Linked DNA regions of Columba livia: region 1 is linked to region 2. The links are chromatin contacts, called in public Hi-C maps. All regions are on one chromosome and are shown on one strand. Each heading gives the region's core, a stretch centred on a gene start, on an enhancer-like site or on the middle of the called end of the contact. The rest is flanking DNA. Distances are from core to core; before and after follow the strand shown.

Region 1 (6,664 bases), core at 1,975-4,474, 200 kb after region 2:
GGACAGAGCTCCGGAAAGCAGCAGTCCCAAATCCAACCTACAGGCACTGGGAACTTTAAAGCAACCAGGGACTGCTGAAAATAGCGCTTCTTTTGGTTTCTTTGTATTCAAAACTATATCCTTTCCCGAACGATTCTACTGCCCCAGGTCCAAGTCTCTCCAGTCAGGAGCCCCAGCTCTCCAGAACAGTAACAGATCCTTTAGCTCGCTTTTATTATTTTATTTTTTAAATTAATTATTACTATATTTTCTCCCCCTTGTTTGTTTTCTGCACATCTTCAGGAAGCCCTCGGTGCTTGTGCAAAGAGAAGCTCCTATTGCAACCTCTCTCCCTGCGCTGTGCGCCTCGGTGTAAACATTTTGGATGATCTAAAGACTCTGGGGTCTGTATATGGAAATAGTGGGGTGCAGAGCAGAAGAAAATACTTGTCCTTTCCGTCCCCCAGCCATGCTTTTCCACGGGATCTCCGGAGGCCATATCCAAGGAATCATGGAGGAGATGGAGAGGCGATCCAAGACCGAGTCCCGCCTGGCCAAAGGGGGACAGATGAACGGCCGAGAAACGGTAAGAGAGGAGCTGGCACTCTTTGAAAGGGAATCCCTGCAAGCATGGACCCACAGCGGACAGACCCTGGCTTTGGGGAGGAGAAAGACGCTGCTTGCCCCTGCCCCTTCCCTGCCACCCCTTGCTTGTAGAAACCCTTCCGAGGCTCCCTGTAAAGCCACCCGTAAGGCTGGGTGCTCTGCTGGTCAGGCTCAGATATACATTTGTCTAATCCATGTCGTTGCGTGTGCTCTCTGGAGTGACGGGGGGAAATATTTTAAATGGTAACAGGGCCAGTTTTTCAGTCCTCACAGCAAAGCAGCCCTTCGCCCCTGCTTGGCTCGCTGCGGCCGTTCTGCCCCGTCAGAGCAGGGCTGCAGCTGAAGTTTCTGAGGTGTAATTTACTTTTTTGCACTCCTGGCACCTCCTAAATTAAACCGCAAACCGCGACCGCTTACTTTTCGTAACCATTTTTGGTCTGAAGTGTGAGAATGATACAAAGAGGCACCGCTCTCTCTTAATGTTATGCCCTCCGACTACTTGGCTTAGCAGTAGTATCTCTTTTTTTCTTAGTCAAAGGACCAAAATCTTCGTAAATGTGCTAACGGATGGCGGAGAAACCGAGTGTCACGCTGTGTTTTGTGCGAAGCGAGATCTCCCTTTCTCCAACTTCTAGGGCTTCCGCCGATCGCGCACAAGGCTCTGCACACAAAGTAACGGCCTGGAAAACTGCTTTAAGGCTTTGAGCCATAGGGTCCTTCCCCCCTTCTCCTAAATAAACTCACGCTTTGTTATATGAGGATTTGCAATGTAAATTCAACTCGCCTTTTCAACTTCTGCAAAAAAGGGGGCGAGAAACACAACTTCAGATTGGAAAGTGAATGCGAAGCTGCCACTTTAAAACAGTTACGGCTTTAGGACAAAACGTTCGGGATTTTTTTTCCCCGGCTAGTTTATCGGCAAACGCTGCCCCAAGTTTCGGGGCAGAGCTTTTGTCTCCGCCGTCCCTCCATCGCCCTTTGTCCCGAGCGACACTCCTCGTGGGGAGAAGATTAGTGGGAACTTGCAGAAGTTTGCTGCTGAAAAGATGCGAGTTTTAGCTGAAACCAGCCTGTGCCACCTTTCTGTCCACAGCCCTGGCAAGGGTGGTGACCGTTCGTGTTCACTGCTTTTTACACCATTCACCTGTCTCCTTTCTCTTACTTCTGTTTTAAATGGCCTGGTTTTCTTTAGAGATGGGGTTTGGGCTGTTTTAAGCACGGGTGAAAATTCACCGGAAAATCGGTGCAAGCCTGCACTCTCCGTCATAAACTTTTGGTGCAGCAAAAAGGTATTTTCCCACTTCAAAATGCCTTTCTTGTGGAGTGCTCTAAGATTAAACCGCCAAAGTAACGGGGAAGCTCCAGACTTCAGCTTCGGGACCTCAGAAAAGAATGGGCTCCGCTTTACTCACTGAGGCCTAATCAGTTGCATTCACCTATTTAAATAACATTAGATCGTTAGGAGAGCTTTAATGGGCTAAACACGAAAGCTGAATGGCGGTAAATACTTTCCTAGCGGGAATGGTCCCCGTTGCCCCTCAAACTTCCCGCCGGGAGCAGAAGTTTGGTCCCAGGGAGCCGTCTCTTTGTGCAAGCTCCGGGCCCTGCGCAGTCCCCCGTCCCCAGCCCGGCCTGCCTGCCTGCCTGCCTGTCTTTCTCTCCCTCTCTCATCCCCTTGTGGTGTGGTTGTTTTGCAGAACATGCCCCCAATGAGCCCCGAGAAGCCTGCTTTGTGTGCTGGTTGTGGAGGGAAGATCTCAGACAGATATTACCTGCTGGCAGTTGACAAACAATGGCACCTCAGGTGTCTTAAATGCTGTGAATGTAAACTGGCTTTGGAGTCAGAACTCACCTGCTTTGCCAAGGACGGCAGTATTTACTGCAAGGAGGATTACTACAGGTACAGCAATCTGTCCCTATGGGTTCAAAAGCACACCCCCTTACAAGGCATTATGAACTGAAACGGTCTATTCTCCACATAGGCTTTCAAAGGTAGTTTTTCGCAGTCAGAGATTCCTTAATCCTGTAAACGTGTCCCCTCCGAAAAGTCTCGAACGTTTAAAAACCGAGGGGATCGACAAGGGGACACGCCGATTGAATATGTGTGGTGGAACACAAACAGGCGAAGGAGAAGACCTCGTGTCTCCCGCTGCTCTGCGGTTTCCCTCCGTAAATACCAGCGTTAAGACCTGACAAAGTTTACCTCTGCCCGTAGCTTGCCGGTGTTTCCGCGGGCCGGGCCCCGGGGCTGGCGCGGCGGGAGGGGCGGGAGCCGCGGCGGAGCCCACCGCCCCTGCCCAGCCCCGCGGTGCCAGGCGGCCGGGCCCGGGCACTCGGTCCGTGCGTATCGGCTTTCCCGGCGTTCAGCTCCCCGCGGCCCTTCTCGCCTGTACACGAATGGCAAGAGAGCGAGGACTGATTGACCCCCGGTCCGCAGTTCTTTATGCTCAGCAGCAGCGGGAGGGCTTTTGCAGAAGACCTAAGCTAACAGGTCAGCCTGGCAGACAGTGAAAGGCGTTTATCGCGGGGCCGTGGTGCTGGATCCCCGGTGGTGTTCCCGACAAGCCGGAGCACCGACGCTCGGCGGGCCGGGGGCCACCGCCGGCAAGAAGGGCCGTCCTAGGGCCGGGAAGGGCACGACCCTGGTGGGGAGAGGAGGTGGGCGGCACTGGGGTAAGGTCTTCCTTTACTTTTCTAGTTGATGCCCACTTTCCTGTTTCCTTCAGAAGGTTCTCCGTGCAGAGATGTGCCCGCTGCCACCTTGGGATCTCAGCCTCTGAAATGGTCATGAGAGCCAGGGAGTCGGTTTATCACCTGAGCTGCTTCACCTGCACCACCTGCAACAAGACTCTGACCACGGGCGATCACTTTGGCATGAAGGACAACCTGGTGTACTGCAGGGCCCACTTCGAGTCCCTTTTGCAAGGAGAATATCCCCCTCAGCTGAGCTACACCGAGCTGGCTGCCAAGAGCGGAGGGCTGGCCCTGCCTTACTTCAACGGCACTGGCACCGTGCAGAAGGGGAGGCCTAGGAAAAGAAAAAGCCCTGCCTTGGGAGTGGACATCGTCAACTACAACTCAGGTGGGAAACACACGCTGAACCTCCTACCCGCTCCTCCGAAAAGAGCGTTCTCGGGCTGCCCCTCAGCTAGGCAGTGCATAGCTCAGCCAGGCCAAATCTTGCTTAACCATTGGAAAATCAAACAAACAGCGCTCTGAGGGCTGGAGCGTTTGCAGGAAAGCTAACAGCAGCCTTCCTCAAAGGCTGTCTTTGCCTATTAATGTCAAACACCCAAACTTAGTCACTTCCCAGGATAAAGACCAAAAAAAAACCAAAAAACCACCCAACTCCAAAACCATAGTGTTCTTTCTCTATAGTAATCTCAGAGATACTGTTATCATTATTTGTGTTTTATTAGCAAAAAGCAATTCACCAGTTAGACTTCAAATTAGAAGTACCCAAACAGATCAGGAAAAAAAAAAAGAATAAAAATTATAGTATATGGCTCCTACAATGCTAATGCAGTATCCACATAACTCGATATAGCTATTTAATTTGTAGTAATTAATACTTTAGGCTAAATAATCCTGGTTTACTGGCATATAAACGACCAAACTGTACAAGAGGTCAACGAATAAATGTTGTTCTCTGTAACTAAACCCTATCAAATGTAATTCAGGATAATGGTTTCTGCTCTCTCAACAGCAGGAAAGGAACAAGTGTTACTCTCTATTAAATTTCTTCCCCTAAGTCCAGTCACTTAAGTACCCAAAGCATGCCTAAAATTACAATGTTAGGGGCCAGAGGTAAGGGACGTTCAGGTACGGTCAAGCAGTTCAGGTGGCATTTCATTAGAAGGAAGACGGAAGCAGGCTAAACCCGAATTAAAAGTTACCGACTCTAAAAGTTATTTTAGCGTGGACGGCCAGGAGGAAAGAAGGGTGTGGGAAGCAGGAGCGGTGCAAGGTGTTTCCCCGTGAAGCGGGGAGCCGTTCCGGCCTGGCAGGCAGCAGGGGGCTCCGGGCGGAGCTGCCAGTGCTCGTCCCGCCGGGGAGCCGGGAGAGGGGTCAGGGCCTCCCCTTCCAACAGACGCGGGTCGATGAAAGTGCACAGATTTCGGCCCGGAACTCTCTTTCCCCCACCCCAAGTTCAACCCCCCGACACCGCGATTCACAAGCGATCCTCCCCCGCCCCCGCAAACCCCTTCATCCCCCCCGGCACCTCCTCCGGGGCTGCTTGGGAAACGGGCTCTCGCTGGGAACCGGGGAGCTGTGCGAGGCTATTTCATCTCCTCTGATGCGTAGATCTTGGAGCCAGGGTAATCACTGCGCTAATTGTTCCTTGTTAATTGAAGATGACATTGGAATCCCTGGCTACGGAACGGTTTCCAATCAATCCTGAAAGCTGCTAAAGAAAAGGGAACCTGTAGCGCAGCCAGGATTCTTTCAGTCCCGCTTCCAAGGGCGGATTTCCCGTACGCCCGCCCTTCGGTGTCTCTGATCCGCACACCAACACCCCAGGTCCCCAGATCCCTAAATGTAACCATTTCTAGGGACAATTTACCGTTAGAGTTAGGACCCGAAATGAGGGAGAGATGAAGACTTGTGGATATGACAAAACACCCCTGAAACTTAGGGTCAAGATTCAAGAGAGACATTATTCGCGAACTCAGTAATAGTTTTTGTGTGTTAGTCTTAAAACTCTCATTCTTCACAACGAAGGGACATAGATGTATCGCTGACTCCAAACGAGATTAAAAGGCACCACGTCTCACTTCCCTGAGATCTCACAGAATTCCCCGGGCAACGGAGAGGGAAGGGGGGAAAAAAAAAAACAAAGGAAAAAAAGCGCGCGCCTCTCTAATCTGTTGTTTTGGACTCAGTCTAGATGGTTGAGAAATTTGTTCTGTTAGGACTGGTGATTTTTTAGAAAGTATTATCTAGCAATGACCGGGGTTGACACATGGTCTCGAGAAAATACAGTTTGCAGCCAAACTGTGCATCCGGTGCGAACGACTCCAGCCCGTTGGCCCACTGCGCTCAAGATCCAGGGGGAGGAAAACGAATCTCTAAGAGTTACGAAATGAGTTGCAGTAGATGAAATCGCTACTCGAAAGAAAAAAAAAATCTCTATATAATTGGCAGCTACTTTCCTACACCCATTTTTCGTTCCTTGCCCTGTGATTCAGTAATTTGTCTTGCACGTAATCATTTACAAAGGGCAACCAGTCCACAGAAAATTAAATGTAGGATACATGACTGCCGCCTTCAGAGGGAGAAGCGAGATGCGGGTAGGAGCCCATAACGCACCCCCCAGTCCGCACTCGGGACCTTTCTCCGGGGCATTCGCTGCCCTCTTGCACGGCGGACCCGCCGGCAGCCCCGCCGCAACCTGCCCGGCACCGCGCTCGGGCCTGCGGAGCGGCGGGGATGCCCGGAGCGGCGCGGTTCTCCCCTCCCGGCCCGGGCTCCCCGGTGTCTTCCCGGCTGGAGCAGGAGCCCCGAGGGGCAGCCCTGACCCGTCTATCACTAAAGCACACCTAAGCCGGCGCACAGCACTCCGCCTCTAAGCAGGCGGCTTCCAAGTTGTATCAAAAGTTTATTCCTGCCACTCAATGTTTGACGAGGACCACAAACCCCAGTAAACCAAAGCGATATTCCACCAAAACACGGATGATCTAGGGTGTGCCCATCGATATGGTAAGCCATTATGGAAAACGAATCAGACTTGTAACAATAAACCAGTGCAATAACTCTGATTGAGGCTAAAAACTTCACCAAGCTGAGCATAAAAATATGCATATTTGCAAGCGATCTGGCAGTACCTGGCTCAGGTTTGAGTGCACATTTTGTATTAAGGGTGCTGAGTACAGGGACAGAATGGAAAATCAGATTCTGCTGCTGGATCTATAACAACTTTTCTATTCTGTGTTTTGTTTAGTAGTTTAATTTCTGTTTCTCAGCTTCCCAGTTGTAAAGTGGAAACACAACAATAAATAACTCAAAATGTTATGAGGTAAAAGCCATTCGTACTTGTGAGCTGTCTGGAATTAATGTGAAAAATGGAAGAAACTATTCA
Region 2 (6,297 bases), core at 1,285-3,784:
CGGCCTATGGAGAGCCTTATTATTTATGCAAAGCCTGGACTTCCTTATTATTTATACAAAGCCTTGATTAGCAGAAGACTGGCTATTGGAGGAAAAGCATCACTCAAGTCTACTGCCTACACCTTCTTACAAGTATATCACAAAAACACTGTGGGTTATTACTTTCAGAAATATCTGTCTAGTTTTGGTTGATGTAGTCTACTGTGCATGAAGAAAAACGGACTACTGAAGTAGCAAACACAAATAAAGTCAGGAATCTCTTTACATAACTATATTGATGTTAGGGTGTTAAACAGAAACGCAGAGTAAGTAGTACAACAGCTCAAAAAGTGTGCACTAAGAACGCCTTTCTGCAGGATAATTTAGTGTACATTACAGTTAACTCACAGTTAGCATATACTCAGAGCATCCCATGGGGAACTTGTGTAGAGCAGCTGTAAATTCACACTCTACCATACTGCGTATTCAGTAACCTGTTATATCACCTTATTATTTAGCAAACAGAACAGGCTAAAGACTTCTACAATACTTGAAAAAACATCTCTATCTTGACCAGAACATTTAAGTCAGGAATTTTAGTCACTTGTGTTTCACAAATGACTTTCTTAAGGCCTGTGCATCTCTTACACTTGTTTCACATCAAAAACCTGCAAAGATGAACTATAAAGGCAATCAATCCACTGAAGAGATTCTGACCCTTGGAAAACTGGCCAAAATTTAAAGACATATGGATAGAATTTGTGCAAAGGGAAAACAGCGTTAGCTAACTTTAAAGAAAATCATATGCAAGCAAAAGGAAGTGCTACTGTCCCCATCTCATCATGCAGTTCACCAAACGCCTAAACATACAACAACCTTCCCCTGGTGGAGAAGAAATATGGCCTGACTTTCAGACTACAAGGAGCTTGGAAAACTTGTGACATGAGGATTTCAGTACATCACCTATTACAGATGTTGTCACTGTTCTACACATACCAGGATACTCTCTGTAACTTTTTCCCCCCATTATTGTCAGGAATGTCTCAATGTTCACTCTTTATAGTCTGATAGATTTGTTCTTGTTCAACAAGAGACAATCAAATTAAAGCAGCAAGTTTTGATAATACTTTCTATAGTTCTTCTTCCACAAAGAGGAAACATGTGGTTCTTAATGTGTTAATCCAAGTTAACAGTTGATAGAAAACAAAAGAATTATTAGACTGTTAAAAACTCTGAAAGAACCCAAACTAAGCTTCACAATAAGCACATGAGAGACAAACAATTGATTTTTCTAACTCTTACTGGTTTTGTAAGTTCTTTGTGTCATTCCCATCAGTGTTGTAATATCCCTGCTTGTAACTGAAGGGAAGTTAATGACTCTGTCTTAACTGATATTGTTAATTGGTTATCTTACTGATTACTGCCACAACTACAGTCACTGCTGCTGCTTTAAGTATTTATCTTCACTAGGACAATTAAAATACTTGGTTTCTATAACACCAGAATTCACTACTTCCCCAAGAAAATTCTGCCACAACATTCACTGTATTATAATTAAAGCTCTACCCCTGGAACTGACTCTTGGAGAGCAAAACCCTGTCTCTGTCTCACTTTCTTCAAATTTGCATCAGAATTAGATGCTGCCATCACATTTACTACGACTAATGTAAAGACAAAATTTTGCAGGAAAGTAGATTCTTTCAAAATGCTCAGAAGTTTCAGATAACAAACCCAAATGCAACACTACCTTGCCTGTAAACAGATCAACTGTCAACGGAATAAAATCCCACAAGGTAACACTCACTGATTTGTCGAAATAATAAATAATGTTTCAAAGAGCAAAGATGGCAAGTATCAAAAAAAGAAAATCAAGAAACAAAGAAAAGAAAATAAAAAAAGGGAAAAAAGTGAAACGAAAAAAGGAAAAGGAAGAATAGAAAGGTTGTGCATGAGAAGTAGGAACTGAATAAAATTAATTAGAATCAGCGAACACCACAGGCACAGCAGTGGCCCCTCAGAGCATCTACAAACAGTGTTATGCAAGGGTGTTAGAGAAAGCAAGAATAACACCATCTAACAGAATATAACAGAACATGTGTTGACAAACTCCCCCAAAACCCAAAACTTACTAGTTCCTGATGGTCAGAATCTCTTTTTGAAATAATATTTTTGTTACCAATTTAAATGCTTAGGGCTACAAAATTATACAGGAAGACTTTCAAGAACTAAATCAACCAAAACGGGATTTACATCCAAAGACAAAAAAAGCAAAAGGGGAAGGAAAGTATCTGGCTGTAAATAACAACATTCTCCAGAGTTTACAGCTCTGTGAGCTTGCCACGGAGACAACAAGCAACACATGTTTTTGAATAGGTGACTTTCCTCTAGGAGCTGTAATAAAAACGACTGCAAGGGAGGGGTATGCCCAGACTACTTTGCAAAGAAAGAAAAAGAAAGAAAGAAACTCTTAATAAATTCCAAAAGGAGAACCATAAATCGTTTTCAATGCTCCACTAGGCAAAGTGACATAGTATGTGCACCTGCACAAGCTGTCAAAGTCATTTAAGAAGTCCTTCCATTACTGACGTACCCTGCTGTTTGCAGTTATTTAAGCTTTTAATTTCTGTCTTTTCTGCATTTTGAAGTGTGTAACCTTTTTATGAAAAAAGGACAGACTTCTGTTTCCTTCCTGATCAGCATTCTAATAACAACCAGACCATTTAAATTTATTGCTGCAAGAAATGGTATGGTAACACTCCTTTCTTGCTGCACCAGAACTTTATAAAGTCTTAATAGACTGCTGTCATGTTTTTTTCTATAAAATGAAGCAACAAACTTAAATTACTCAATTGTTTGTTTTGCTTCTTCCAACTAGTTCTGCTCACATAATTAATCTATTATTTCACATATCTACTTCATACCAAAACATGAAGAAGGATTCTTTTGCTATTTCACATTTTTCTCACCATCAGGCACACTGCATCTCAAGAATCCATCTCCCATCCTGCTCAGAACATAAGAGGTTCAACACACTTAAGCACAACGATCTCTCACTCTCCACAAGCTACTGTTGAACCATCAAGCCTGTGCGTAAAGTACAGCAAAGGAACAACTGCGGCTGGACCAAAAAGGATATACATCCTTTTTGTATACATCATATGCATCCTCTTTGGTTTTCATCCCATTTCAAAATCTCATGCTGCCAAATCATGGAATCACAGAATCACAGAATGTCAGGGACTGGAAGGGATCTCGAAAGATCATCTTGTCCAATCTCCCTGCCGGAGCAGGAACACCTAGATGAGGTTACACAGGAAGGTGTCCAGGCTGGCAAATGAAATGCTCTGCTACCTATGCAGCTGCGGTAAATGCTGTTCACTGAAACCAGAAAAAGGTTCTGACTGTATAAACTGGGGTAGAACTGAACAAAGTGATAATAAGTCCTCAAACTTTTCTCTTCTGCTTGCTGGTAGCCACACAAAATGTACTGCTTTGGCATGAAAATGTAGCCAAAATACATGAATGCTAAGGGATTTAAATGTAAGATGGTTACATTCTTGATTGGGCATGAAAGTCAATCTTTGAAATGTCAGCCTTTTATTTAATGCTAGACCTTTCAGAAGCACCATTTCCGGAATGAGTGTTTAGTGATCGATACTAAGGCAGGAAGTTTAACACAGCTGCTGCTATTAATTGTCCTCAAAGTGAGAAACAAATAATATTTTGATAAATGGCAGTACATACATAATTTCACATTTACCAGCTACTCAATACATCAACACATATAAAGTTTCGGGAAAGGAAAAATACCTACTATGGTTTAAATCTATGAAGTATTGTTTCCTTTTTCTTAAAAAATTGAAGATTATTCAATCAGTAGGAGAAAGCAAAATAAATACAAGTCTGATATTATTTATGATACAGTATTTTATTTTACCTATTCTCCTCTACAACCCAATCACAGATGTAAATGTAGCTTTACCTCCAGTAGGGAAGTACAAGATCTCTCAATCAAACTTTCTAGTTAAGCACAACCTGTTGCGTTCCTTTCCAGTTAAAGACTGCAACCTAAAGCAATGGAAAATGGAATCACAGGAAAAATACTTCATATTAGACTCCAGAAGAGCTGAGACTGATGGAGGAAGAGGGAAAGTACAAAGATTAAAAAAAGGCAGTTTCTTAACTTTCTGTTCTTCAATGTCCTTTTTTTTTTCTGGGACATGGTACAACCCACCACAAGCTTAAAGGAGTACTAGATAGAGATACCAATTAGCTACATGGACACCAGATCAGGATAGATGCAAGCAATAATTCTGGATTAATTTCTGGAAATGATCCCTTCGAAAAATTAGTTGTGTGATTTTACTCACAGAAAGCAACACAAGTTAATGATGCCTCACAAAAATAATGCTCTGATATCAGAAAAGTTGTCCTGGATAAAATAGATATTATCTAATATGCCACATTTGCTTTTAATTTTTTTAAATTATTATTATAACACATGACTAAGATAATTTAAATGCTATTAAGATTAAATAAAAACACCCTTCATCCTTCCTTGGATAGAAAGCGTATCTGCTTTAACAAATTTAGACATATAGATGATACATTTGAAAGAACATGAAGTGGTTGGAAACATCCATGGCTGTACGCCATGAGACGAAACTATCATAAATTCTGAGATACTCTTAATTAAAATGATGGGGAAACAGAGATCCACAAAAAGGCAGGTTTGTAGTCACAGAAAGAAATCCTTTTCTGTGACAATAAAATGCATGCAAGAGCAGGAAATACCCAAAAATCTGTTTAGAGACACAAACAACCAGAAATGCGTACAGAAGAGTATGGGCACAACACTCTGAGCTGACACATAAGCTGTAACGCAACAAGAAATCTCCACTGACTTCTGCAAAGTTAAAGGGAACATTAATATCCATGCTGAGGTAGGATTTACTGTAAGTAAGGATGATATTTGTTGAGATACTTAGTCACTTATAGCACATTATAATTATGTTCTGAATTAGTGTGGTGAAAAATTAACAAACTCTAAGCTTCCCACCTTTAAGTATGCCGCACTCCTGAACACAGCTAATACTTGAGAATTCTGTAACACTGCTTTCGATTTTTAAGGATTAATCACACTTCTGCAAATATTTTTCAGAAATAGTTGTGTTTTTCCCCAAAACAGCAAAAAAATTTCCGTTTTCTCTGAAGAATCACAGACGGTTTTTCCCTCAGGAAGCCTGTACCACCTCCTGCCCCGCCGCAGCAGAGCCGGCCCCCACGCTGCCCACGGGCAGAGACCATCTCCACACAGCCGGATCTCGCCCGCCCTTCTCCATGGCACACATGCTATTCATAGCAAAAATGGCCATTTTCAGCTGACAAACTGTGGCACCACGCCACACATCATCCAAGCTGCAAAGAACACGCCATCCAAAAGCAGCCGGGCTTCCCTCTAATTGGCAACAAGCAGAAGTGTCTTTTAAAACAGGATGTGGAGATTTTCAGTGCTACTTGCAGCAATTAAAGTGAGCAGCTCTTTAAGAAACAAGTATTCTTTATGGAGTTTTTTTTGTGGATGATTTTAAGAATCAGACTCACCAGGTAGAATTTCCATTTATGAAAACTAAGAAATAAAAATATCACTTATCTTCCCTTTTTGATGGTTATTAATGTCCTAGGTTTACTCAATGATTAGAGGGAATGGCAATGATGGAATGGAGGGTTGAGGGGGTCACAGTAGAAGGAGGAGCAAGATGACAAGGGGGACGCATATCACAAAAGAAAAACTAGTGACTGTCCATATACACAAATGCAGAAAAAGGAACATGCTTTTGAGGTACCAGAGAAGTCAAGAGAACTGGAAGTGACTCAGGCGCACAGTGTGTGACTTCAGTGAATCAGAGCAGCCGTAAACCCTGTTCGTCTGTCTGAAACAGAGATTACTGGTTAAATTAATCCTTCTGTTAAAATGTGTATCATATTATTACATCAGCAGAACTACCACATGTTAAAATCACTGCTGGATGTGCTGTTTGCAGATCACGTGTGACTTTTTCAAAGGAAAACTTACTGAAAACACTGAAGTTAAATGTAGGAAGTGGATGTGATGCTAAACACAAACATAACTCCAGGCTTCAAGATTTAATGGAAAACACCAAATGTCACGGAACTTTAGACAGAAAAAACCTAAGCAGCGCTGAATTCTGTCCATCAGACCTATGGGCAGTAGAAGAGCCTACTTGAGGGAAGCTCTGTATGAAGCATGAAAACAGACTAATCACATTTGCAAGGAAAAAAGACTGTGTCTTAGAA

What was found. Hi-C and Micro-C count contacts between places; a contact is called where the count stands out from the background.
Region 1: a contact with region 2 is called in a Hi-C map of liver, with 2.2 times the contacts expected there. The contact joins two enhancer-like sites. A contact is called at or near these places in 2 of 2 Hi-C or Micro-C datasets (crop and liver).

Annotation. Positions count from the first base shown.
Region 1 is chr8:18,696,992-18,703,655 of bColLiv1.pat.W.v2, forward strand. LHX9 (LIM homeobox 9) reads left to right here. Exons shown (of 6, transcript XM_065072360.1): 2 at 447-565; 3 at 2,283-2,485; 4 at 3,312-3,667. The coding sequence starts at 449. Among named protein-coding and RNA genes, the nearest start is that of LHX9, 8.6 kb to the left of the region's middle. Within about 2 kb of position 3,225, at least 2 of the 3 cell types and tissues checked have an H3K27ac peak away from gene starts, as active enhancers do.
Region 2 is chr8:18,499,272-18,505,568 of bColLiv1.pat.W.v2, forward strand. All of the region lies in intron 19 of DENND1B (DENN domain containing 1B), which reads right to left. Among named protein-coding and RNA genes, the nearest start is that of CRB1, 130 kb to the left of the region's middle. Within about 2 kb of position 2,535, at least 2 of the 3 cell types and tissues checked have an H3K27ac peak away from gene starts, as active enhancers do.